2 separate regions of the Sus scrofa genome follow, and region 1 is linked to region 2. Evidence: chromatin contacts called from public HiChIP or PLAC-seq data. All regions are on one chromosome and are shown on one strand. Each heading gives the region's core, a stretch centred on a gene start, on an enhancer-like site or on the middle of the called end of the contact. The rest is flanking DNA. Distances are from core to core; before and after follow the strand shown.

Region 1 (5,576 bases), core at 1,290-3,789, 230 kb after region 2:
CACTTTGGTATGTAAATATGTCTTCCCCACAGACATTCAGGACCTAGAGTCATATCCGCATTCCTAGGCCTCATTCTCCTTGAAATGTAAATACCTGGAAAGATAACCCAAAATCCTCAGTAGCACCTGGGCACTTAATTCAACCTGTAACTACTGGGTCCTCTCAGAGAGAATGCAAGTTATTATACTTTTTTTTTTTTTAAAGCTTTATTCCTTTTTTTTTTTTTTTTTTGCCTTTTCTAGCGCTGGTCCTGTGGCCTAGGGGTCTAATCAGAGCTGTGGCCACTGGCCTATGCCACAGCCACAGCAACGTGGATCTGAGCCGCGTCTGTGACCCATACCGCAGCTCATGGCAACGCCAGATCCTTAACCCGCTGAGCAAGGCCAGGGATTGAACCTGAAACCTCATTGTTCCTAGTCGGATTCGTTAACAACTGAGCCACGACAGGAACTCCAGTTGTTATACTTTTGAATCAGAGCAATTAACTAAACAAATGGCTACGGGCTTAAGAGTAGAATTTAATGGGGCTAGGGTTTTTTTTACTGGAGCACTCAGAAATGCAGGGAAGTGTTATTTCCCCACAGCTTCTTCTTCTTTTTTTTTTTTTTTGGCTATTTAGGGGCTCACCAGGGGCATATGGTAGCTCCCAGCCTGGGGCTCCAATCAGAGATACAGCCGCCGGCCTACACCACAGCCACAGCAAGCCAGGATCTGAGCTCTTTCTGCCACCTACACCACAGCTCACAGCAACACCAGATCAGTAACCCACTGAGCAAGGCCAGGGATGGAACCTGGTCCTCATGGATGCTAGTCAGATTCTTTTCCCGCTAAGCTGGGAACTTCCTAAGGTGAGGATTTAAACTGACAGTGAAATTTATAAAAAAGATCATATTGGTCTCATAGAAGGAACTGTTGAATATTCAATCTTTTTAATTTCTTGAAAATGTTTGTGGATTGGAATTATATATTCCTTTAAGAAATTTGATAGAAAACCAGTTTTTCACCAATAAAATTAGGTGGGCCTGATACATGCTTTGAGGAGGAATTTAAAATAAGATTTTTTTATTATCTTAACGCTGGTGCATAAAAAACAAATTTATTTGAAGTGGAGGAGACAGAGGGAAACTTCAGATACAAAGGTGAAGTCCTGGCCAATGTCAACTGGAAAAAAAGACAAACCCCATGCAACCTGAGCGCTGTGAGTTCAGTTTTACTCAGGGCTTTCTGAGGACTGGAGCCCGGAAGACAGCCTCTCAGCTCTGAATTTGGAGGTGCTCTGAAGAGGAGTTCGGGACATCCGTGTATATATAAGGGGTACCTGCGGTCAAGTTCACACCTGGAAGAAGCTTGCTGCTGGTCCCGAGGAGCGGATATCTCCATTAGTTACTTTACAGCCTTTCGAGGAATGAGAATTGCAAGAAATTGGGCTCATAAAATTTTGTCTTGGAAATATCTAACTCTCTGAAGGCCTGTTCTGCCAGTTTTTCCCGGAACAGAGTGCCTCATTCCTGACCTCCACCCGGACTTCCTTCCAAGGGTGTTGAAGGTCAGCAGCTGCCCTGGCCAGTGACCTAATCCTGTCGGGTCAGTTGGCGAGTGACATTCTTTACTTGGCAGCAGGCTCAAGTTTCTTTTCAAAGAATTTTAAATTTTACTGAAATATAGTTGATGTACCATGTTGTGTTAATTTCTGCTGTCCAGCAAAGTGATTCTTTTATTATATATTCTTTTTCTTTTTTCTTTTTTTTTTTTTTAGTCTTTGTGTCTTTTTGGGCCGCACCCTTGGCATATGGAGGTTCCCAGGCTAGGGGTCCAATCAGAGCTGTAGCCGCCGGCCTATGCCAGAGCCACAGCAAGGCGGGATCTGAGCCACATCTGTGACCCACAGCATGGCTCACCGCAACGGGGGATCCTTAACCCACTGAGGGAGGCCAGGGATTGAACCCTTGTCCTCATGGATGCTAGTCAGGTTCATTGACTGCTCTGTCACGATGGGAACTCCCCCTTCTACTTACTCTTTTCCATTATGGTTTATCACAAGATACTGAATATAGTTTCCTGTACTATACCGTAGGGCCTTGTGTTTAAGGCTTTTGAAGATGGATGGCTCAAGGTGGATTTTTACCCCAAGATGTAAATCTTAGACAATTTTCATTTTTGACAACTCTCACTTGCTGTTTTATTTTTTGTCTTTCAGGGCGGCACCCATGGAAGTTCCCAGGCCAGGGGTTTAACTGGAGCTGCAGCTGCTGGCCTGCATCACAGCCACAGCAATGCTGCATCCAGACCGCATCCGACTGAGCCACACCCTCAGCCTTGCCACAGCTCATGGCAGCGCTGGATCCTTAACCCACTGAACAAGGTTGGGGATCAAACTCACATCCTCATGGACACTAGTTGGATCCTTAACCCCCTGACCCGCAACGGGAGCTCCTGAAATGGAGTTCTTGATATGAGGCAGGATTGTGCAGGATCCCATAGCAGTAAATCAGACATTCTGCAAGCTTTTGGGTGCGGAGGCACTGTAGTCAGGAAAAACAAATAGGCATCTGGATATGTGGGCAGTTCCAGAGGAAAGCATCACAGCCCCTACTGAAGGCTGTACTCAAGGCAGCACTTGTCAAGAGGTTCATTGTCTTTCTTAGATATGGCTAGAGCTGCAGCAGCTTCAGTGGATGGACGGTTGGGAGAGCAGAGGGGGACTGCCACAAAGCCCCAGTCACAGAACCTAACATTTATTCCGTGCTTGCTTGATTTAACTTTAACCAAAGTGCCCAGACAGACACCAATTTTCACAGGTAAAAAACTTAGTCTGATTGTAGCTAAAGTCTGAGAGGTTCACCGCTAGCAAGAACACACGGGATTTATTTTCCTGTTATGGATCTTCACTTCGTTGCTATTTAGTCTCATGTAAGTTGTGGGCCGCAGAGCCTCATCAGTGCTGGGGCTGTGACCCAAAAGCTTGCAGAATGTCTGATTCTGACTGCTTGAAGGTCCGCCCGAGCCCCAGGCTCCGCCCTCCAACTACATTTCCCAGCAGGCCACGAGCGGGCATCGACGCACTTTCTCCCGGCGTCCCCCGCGGCGGGAAGGAGCCGAGCTGGCTCGAGGCTGACGCGGCAAGCTTTCGTCGCCGCCGCCGCCGCCGCCGCCGCCGCTGCCGCCGTCGCCTCCTCTGCCTCCCCAGCTTGAGAGAAGCCTCGCGGCCGTCCCTGCCGCTCCCACCGGCCACCATGTCCGCCCAGGCGCAAATGCGGGCCCTGCTGGATCAGCTCATGGGCACCGCCCGGGACGGTGAGTCGGGGCGGCCGGTCAGGCTTGGGCTGGGGCAGGAGCGAAGCGAGGCCGCCGGGCGGCTTGCGCCTGCGCGGGCGCCCTCCCCTCCCCCGCGCGCCGGGCCTTTGTCTGGGCCGTTGCGCCTCTGCGGCGGCCGCCGCCGCGCTCTCCCCGCCGGCGTGAGTCCCCGGCGGGCTCCTCCGCCGGAGCCCGCGTCGTGGGTGGGGCGCCAGCCGCTCCCCTGTTGACCTTCTGCGATTTCTCCGCCCTCGGCGTCCTCCGCCGCCCCCGCCGCCCCTTGGGCGGGGAGTCGGCGAAGGGCTGCAGCCAGCGTGGGCTCAGATCGTTCGCGGCGGGCTGGCGGAGCGCCTCCACCCGCGGGAGCCGGAGAGGCCTGGTAACCCTGGGCGTTCTTGTTGTGTCCCACTGCAAGGGAAGCCGGAAATTGAGCTTTTCTAACGTGGGTCCATGCCGCGTGCTTTTCCAGCCCCCTTTGCCCAGCCACACAGGAGAGCCTCTGTTGAGCTAGCGCTTGGCAGTCGTTAGGTAGGTTGTGCTGTAGGGAGGAGCGCAAGATCTTGCCGGTTGTCTCAGGAGAAAGTGGTCGCATCTTTGCAAAACTATGTACCTGCTGTGGTGTGCGTTTTCTTTTCTACCGAAGTAATGCAGTTGTAAGTTCACACTGGCACATTCGCTAGGCCGTGCAGATTCCTTGCACTTTACTTCATAGGTGAATAAGTGCTTTTTAGCTTTCTTTGTATATTGAGTTGCTTTTGAATTGCTTCCCATATTTTTATTTCATACAAACTGAACAATTGTGGCCCCTCTATTTTATTTATAAAGGTTCAGTGTATCTTTGCCTGCCTACATCAATCTGCAAGGGAGTTGCAGAAAAGCCTCATGTTCATCGAGCCGTGAGTCACAACCAATTTCTAAGCTGTTATAACAAAAAAGTGTTTGCTTTTTTTCACAAATAACTTTAAAAGTGTAGTTTAGAAAGAAAACATTTTCAATAAAAAGACACTACATTAATCCTGGATGCTTGCAAATCCTAAAATATATTCCTCCTTTAGTATTACACAGCTCTGTGTCATATACACAGATTAGCTTTAAAAGTTGTCACATTCCACTTTGCCTTTACTTGTATGTATCATTCCCCTGACTTCCTTACTGCAGGTTGGGCAAGAAAACTTTTCCTTTAAAACTTTTCAACAGCGGGCATAAAATTCTGCAGCTGAGGTCTTGAAGAATGCAGATGGGTACAGTATGTGTTGGAACTCACAGTGTGTATTGACTAACCTAGTTCCTTTTTTTGCCTTTTTTTTTTTTTTTTTTTTGGTATTGTCTTGTTAAAAGTGACTCCCAGGTGCCAACTCTCTTTTTTAAGGGGGGGGTGACGGGATAGGTAGACTAGGCCTAGATCATTTATCAGTCAGTAGTTGAAAGAGAAAAGCTTTCTCCATGTAATTTTGGGCAAAATACTGCCTCTCCGTTCGTCCCTAGCCAAATGATTGGATTAATAAGTAGCTTTTTGTTGGAAACTACCAGCTATGTTTTACGTGGTGATTCATGGCCCTCTGATTAGCGTGGGTTTTGATACCTCATTGCCCACACGTATGTGTGGGGCTGATGGCCGTTGGGCGCTCAGCATTTTGCTCCTGACTCCTTAACTTCTTTGGCACAATGATGGAGTCAGACCTCATTAAGTGTGATTCTTCAAGATGCATTTACTATCAAAACCGTCCGTTTCTTTCCGGTTGTAAATACCTCTAGATGAGCCTTTCAGTGTATTTGGTAGCCTGCAAATCATCCAGGTGAATTGTACCAGATGTGCTTCTGCTCCTAACGAGATAATACTGTCTTATTTAAAATGACAAATGAATTTCAGGAGACGAAACCAGACAGAGGGTCAAGTTTACAGATGACCGTGTCTGCAAGAGTCACCTTCTGGACTGCTGCCCCCATGACATCCTGGCTGGGACGGTAGGTGCATCTCCAGGCATGGCAGAATGTCATAGAACACTCACGTGGATTCGTTTGGGCAGGGAAGGCTCCTCAGGTTGAAATCTTTTTCTTTTACCGGACGGAAATTACCTCCTGCTCCCTTCAAGTGATAGTTGTTAGTGTGGTGCCATTTTGTATGATGACGTGTTTTCATTTCTCTAAAGTTTCGTTTGTAAGGTACTCAGGTTTTTGTAGAGTCCTTTATACTGAGTTACTCACAGCTAAGTAAAAAGAGAACAGCCTGGGGGAAAAAAAGACTTCACATCGTGGCTCAGTGGGAACAAACCTGCCGCGT
Region 2 (5,714 bases), core at 180-2,679:
GGACTGCAGGGCCCTCCGCCTCTTGCCCTCAGAGTCCTGGGTCTGGGCGGCTCAAAGGAGAGAAACGGGATCCAAGACGGAAGGTCCCTGTCTAAAGCCAGGCAGTCACTGAGCCCTGGGCCCAGCGTGGCGGGGCGGGGGTTAAGCCTGGCTCTCAGTAGGTCACGGGGTCACCAGCCTGTCTGCTCAGGGGAAGCAGCTGCAGAAGGGAAGAGGGGAGCTCCTGCCAGGAGCAGAAGGACCTGAGAGGAAATCAGTCGAGCCCAACCTCTCGCAAGACCCACTCCCAGCAGCCAGGCTCGGGGTTCCCAGTCCACGGGGGCCTCCCCAGGGACTTGGGCCAGGGAAACACTAGCCTCTCCCCGCACTCGAGAAAGTCACCCAGAAATGGCAGGATCGCGTTACCCCACCTCCTAGGGCAGCCCAGCCTCTAGCGGCAGAAGGGGATCAGGGGCACCCTCCTGACGGTGGCTCACACAGCCCCCAGGCCGGGACAGGGGAGGGGCTCCCAGGAGGGGTGCGAACCTACTTAGCACTCGGCGGAGGCCCGTGTCCCCCCAGGACACGGCCGCTCAGAGCCACCGGACCCCAAACTCCCAGGCCTGGACTCACTGGGATCCTGTGGTTGCAGTCTGGTCCCAAATTCCTGCGTGTTAGGAGGCGCCCCCACCTCCTCCAAACAAGCCCAGTCACTTGACCACACAACAGGGGTGCGCTGGTGAGGACCAGAAGAGCCCCTCTTGTGGGCAGCAAGAAGAGCGTGAAGGGTCGCCGTGCAGCCTGGCAAATCCTCTCAGGGCCCCTGTGGAAAACTTCTCGGTTCGCTCCAGCGCCAGGAGAGGGACGGGAGAACGAACTGTGGTGGCCGGCCAGTGGGCACACAAGGCGCGCCCGCGCTCCCACTCCGCGGGGCCACCGCGGGACACATCCCGAACGCAGCCGGGGACGGGACACTGCCCGGAGATAAGGGCACTCAAGGGCAGGAAAGGTTCAGGCCGCCTCCTGTGTCCACAGCACCCTGGCTGGTCTCTCGCTGTCTGGTCCCCCAGGTCCCGCCGGCTTCTCCCTCGGGCAGCGTCCCCAGCCCGGTCGTGCCGGACCAATGCCCAGGGGGCGCCGCCCGCCGGTCCCGGCCCCACGAGGGGCCAGGCCGCTCCCCCCGGCCCGGCCCGGCCCGGCCCGGGCGGCGAGACTCACCTCCGCAACCCCGCGGCGCCTTCTCAGTCCCCGCGGCCCGGGCCCGCTCGCCTGCGCCGGTCGGCCCACAACTTGTTCTCGGAGGGCAGGCGGGCCCTCTGCCGCCGGCGCGCTGCCCCGACGGCCTCCCGCGCTGAGTGGCGGAACCGGCAAGCGTCTCGACCCGGCCCGACCCGGCCCGGCCCGGCCCGCGCCTCTCCCTGCGCCGCCTCCGTAGCGTAGCGCCCGGCCGGGGCCCCAAGGCTACGGCGCGCCCGGGGCGCACGCGGCGCTGTGAATCGCGCGCCCGGACTACCGCTCCCACAAGGCGGCGCGGCGCGCGAGGCAGGCCGGGAGGCGGAGTCCGGGGCGGTGGCCCTCAGCCGCCTCGACTGGCGCCCTCCGACTTCCCGGGCCGAGCCGACCGCGAGCGCCGAGGTAGGCGCCCGAGCCGGAAAACGGGAGGCACGGCGTGCCGTGGACGCGACCGGGACTACAACTCCCAGAGTGCCCGGCGCGGTAGGGAGGGGCGGGGCTTCACACCCCCCCGCCCCGGTCGCGGCGCTTCCGGCTGCTGCTGTGCCGGGCGGCGAGGGGCTGCGGCCCCGGACCCCTCCCGGGCCCCTGCGCTGCGCTGGGCCTGCTCGCAGAACCGCCCCCTCCCTCCCGGGTCCCCTCTCGACTTGTCTGCCTCTTCCGGCCCGCAAGGGCTTCCCGGTCCTGTTTCGGTTTCGCTGGGATCGACCTGCGCTGACCACGGCCGCGCCACTCTCTGTGACCCGGGCAGGTTGCTTGCCAGAGCTCCAGTTTCTTCTGGGCCATCGGGGAACCAGTATCCCCGAGCCGCTGGAAGGACGGAGTGAGGCACACGCGCAGCCCAGCGCCAGGCAGGGAGGAAGCCGCGGGGGGGCCTCCGAGCAGAACCCGGCCCTGTTTGCTCAGAGCCTTTCCCTGCACTTTGGGTAGTCTGAGGTCACTCTCATACCCAGCAGCCGCGGACTGAGGGTAGGCGCTGCTTCCAGGACCCCCGCCCTGCGTCGCCTAAGTGCCCGGGAGGCAGCAAGACCCTCGGAAAAACGGATCGGTGTCAGCGGTTTTACCGCAGCAACTGAAGCAGGGCGAGGCTGCAGTGGGGAGTGGGGATTCAGAGGGCGGAGCTCCGGGGGCCCTGGCATTCAGAGGAGCTTGGGGAGCCGGAAAGGGCACAAGCCACGCAGGAAACACAGAAGCAAAGCCCCCTCTACCAAGAGATTCAAGGAGAGTGGTTTGCGGTCCCCTTCTGCCTTCAAGGGCCAAGTCCCGCTGGTGGCTCAGTGACTGCAGGTCCCCTTCCCTCCCAGGCCCTTTCCCTGTGCACTGCCTGAGGCAGCTGGGTCAGAGGTGGTGTCCACAGCCCTATAACCTCCCGACAAGAAAAACGGCCAAAGGTGAGCCGACGAGAAAAACGGCCAAAGGTGAGCCGTGAGACCTGATGGGCGAGGTTCTTTCCAGCCCGCTGCAGTGCTAGGGAGTAGGGAGAGAGCAGGAGCATCTCCTTCCAGGGAGGGGCAGGGCCCTGGTCAAGACAGGATCTGCCCTGGGGGACTTCCACCAGACTGCTTCTGGGCTGGGACATGAGCGGCACAGGTCCCTCCCGCACTCTGGGCACCTCCACCTGGGCCCCTTCTGTGAGCAGCTCTCCAGGAAGCGCTTCCTGGGCAGTGGCCTGGCACTGCCCTGCTTGCATTTTCAATGGTTTTCTGTCACATGTTCTCCCACCCCGGCTGGGCTGTCACCCCTGCAGGACCAGGGCAGGGACTAGACGGACTGTTGGTAGGGCCAGCTGGCCGGCCGACAAACAGGCCCCCATGGTCAAGGGCCCAGCCAGGCACAGGGGAAGCTGTTCCCCCATCCCCTTCCTGGTTGTGGCCTTGCCTGGTGCAGTGAGAGGCCCCTCCCCACAACCTCCCAGGCAAATGGACCCTGTAGGTTCCAGACCAAGACAGGGGCTGTGCCCCCAGTGTCAGAGCAGAGGCAGTGGCCTCATTCTTGGTCAGCAGAAACTTGTTTGGTGCAGCCGAGCTGGGGACCAGACCCTCCCAGAGCCCCACTAGCCTCCAGAACCTGCTGCATTGCCTCAGCACCCCCAGTGCTGAGAGGGCCCTCCTTGCAGCTCCACCAGGAGCCTGAGGATGAAGCCTGTACCCCAGCCCAGGCACGATGCTGCCTTCCCTGGCTGCCCCTGTCCAGGCCTGCCAGTCACACCTGGCACGGACTGGGCCCTTGGGATGGCCAGGTCCAAGCCCCAGTCCCACAAATGGATGTGATAAGGAGTCAGACTAACTCTGGGGAGCCACCCCCTCAGCACCAGGGGCGTGGGTGGGGGCCATCGTCCTTTCCAAGCCCTTCCTCCCCTGCGCTCCTGGGGGAGGCCGGCTCCAGGCAGGGACTCCTGGGACACATCACCCCCTCCAGCTGCCCCCTTGACGCTGCCCCACACAGTGCCTGGGCTCCTGGCGACCCTAAGAGGCCTAATGCCACAGCCCAGCTGAGGACGAGGCCTGGGGGCCCTGCTTGTAGGCCGGCCAACCTGGTGTCGCCGAGGGGCCAAGTGGGCAGCAGACTTGGGTTCAGCTGTCCTCTGCCCCCTGGGCAGGGGCCCCAGGTTCCCCATCTGTGTGTGCTATGCAGGTGGCTCAGGGCTGAGTGGTGGGAGATGGGCGCCTGGGCCAGGGGTTCAAGTCTTGAGGACCGGGAGCTAACAGCCTCCCTTCAAGGCAGGAGTGGCCACTCACCCGTAGACGCTCCCGTGACGCGTGAGCTCTCCTTCTGGGCCCCCCGCCCGGCCGCCCGGCCGTCCCAGCCCAGTCCCATGGGGCTTTTGCCTCATCCTGACCCCACGTCCCCAAGGACGAACGCCCCAGCCCCCCGCCTGCCATGGTAGCAGCCAAACTGCTCTTGGGGGTCACGTCCTACCATGGGCCCCACCCTGTCGCCACGTGCCAGGGGCATCCCTGGCTGGACCCCACGGGGGGTGGGGCGCGGCCCAAAGGTGCAGCCCCGCAGCCTCTGGGAGAGGTGGGCTTGACCAGAAGGTCTCCTGCTGTCCGAGCCCAGATGTCACTGTGGGCAGCTCCTGGCCTGCCCCTCAGCCCCCACGGGTGTAGCACCCCCTTCCATCTGTGCTGCGGCCCTGGCCTCGCTCGCACGTCATCCAGCCCATGACCGCCCTGCCTGGAAGTCTTTCTCAAGGGGGTGAAGACAAGGCTGGGGAACGAGTCAGTGCCTGGCGTTTGGGTGACGGTCTCAGGGCAGCTCGCGCTCACAGACAGACCCGGGGGCGGGGCGGGAGGCAGAATCCCAGTGTTTATTATGGTACATATATATACTTCATGTGTACACACAGATAGTTTTCTCTCTCGGAAGTATTAAAAAATTGATCAACCTTCAATCTATAAAAAATACCTACTCTACATGATAGAAAAATCTCTCCTCCAAGTTTACACTGATATACAGCCAGGCCTTCCCCCCACATGTGCAACACGTGGCTGCATCTTAAATCCTAGGGCAGAAGGTGGGCCACGCAGAGGGGGGAGGGGCACAAGGCCACGCACACGCTCACACGCGGGTGCATGCACACAGCCGTGACCCACCTGGCAGCACCGGGCGGCTACTGGCCAGTGCTCGGCCCAGGGCCAGGCCCTGCAGCCCGCGGGGAGACGCGGCTGCTCCTGGCGGTGCAGGCGCCGGGCAGAGGCCTCCTGGACGGAACGCTCGTCCCAGGGAGGCCTTGATCTGAGCACCTGGAGAGCCCGCCCGGACCCGCCTCCTGCCAGGTGCACCTCGGGGAGGCGCCACCTCACCTCCTAAAGACGTCACACTCCCCAAGGAAACGTGGTTCCAGCAGCCTGCACCTGCGGGGCGGCAGAGACCCGCACAGGGAGGGAGGGCACGCCCTGGCGGCAGCACCTGCCACAGCCCTGCCTGCACCCCCCAGGGTCAGAGGGGCAGCTGCTGCCACCGCCGCCAGGCGGACTCTGGAGTCACGGGAGAGTTGGCGCCCCAGGGTCACTACGGCAGGTCCGGCGGTGGGCACAGCCCGTGGCCTGGGGGGCACGGGGCCCGAAGCTGGACCAGGGGGTCCCTTCTGGCTGGGTGGTAGCCTGAGGAGCCCAAGGAGCTGGGAGGGGCCTGCAGCTCAGACCTGGCCTGCACTGGCCTTGCCCACTTGTCTTCCCAACCCCACCTCGGGCGCCAGGGTCCCGGGGCCTCGACGCCGTCTGGGGCAGCGGAGGCCTGGATGGCACCGTCAGGGTGCCTGGTGGGGTGCAGGGAGCAGCACCCTGGTGGGGACCCGTTTCCTTCCGTTCTGCCCTGACCGGCGGGAAGCGGCGGCAGTCATAGAGGGGCTTTCCCCAACTCCGGGCACACAGAGGCGGCGGGGCGGGAGGTCAGAGCCGCCGGGGGCCCCCTCCGCGCCGCCCAGGGGCGTGCCGGGGCCGCCGGGGGCCCTGCGTCCGGGCCCGGGGGCGCGCGGGGGCCGTGCTGCCTCTACTTGA

The links. HiChIP or PLAC-seq counts read pairs in DNA pulled down with a chosen protein or histone mark.
Region 1: a contact with region 2 is called in an H3K27ac HiChIP or PLAC-seq map of alveolar macrophages. The contact joins the promoter of LUC7L here to the promoter of CAPN15 in region 2. A contact is called at or near these places in 1 of 5 promoter capture datasets (fetal liver), 1 of 47 Hi-C or Micro-C datasets (heart right ventricle) and 1 of 2 datasets of contacts at active chromatin or transcription factors (alveolar macrophages).

What each region holds. Positions count from the first base shown.
Region 1 is chr3:41,439,588-41,445,163 of Sscrofa11.1, forward strand. It overlaps LUC7L (putative RNA-binding protein Luc7-like 1), which reads left to right and starts at 2,540. Exons shown (of 10, transcript XM_013987737.2): 1 at 2,540-3,295; 2 at 4,121-5,260.
Region 2 is chr3:41,207,181-41,212,894 of Sscrofa11.1, forward strand. It overlaps CAPN15 (calpain-15), which reads right to left and starts at 1,430. Exons shown (of 13, transcript XM_021086917.1): 1 at 1,198-1,430. It overlaps RAB11FIP3 (rab11 family-interacting protein 3), which reads right to left. Exons shown (of 14, transcript XM_021086921.1): 14 at 4,503-5,714. The coding sequence ends at 5,707.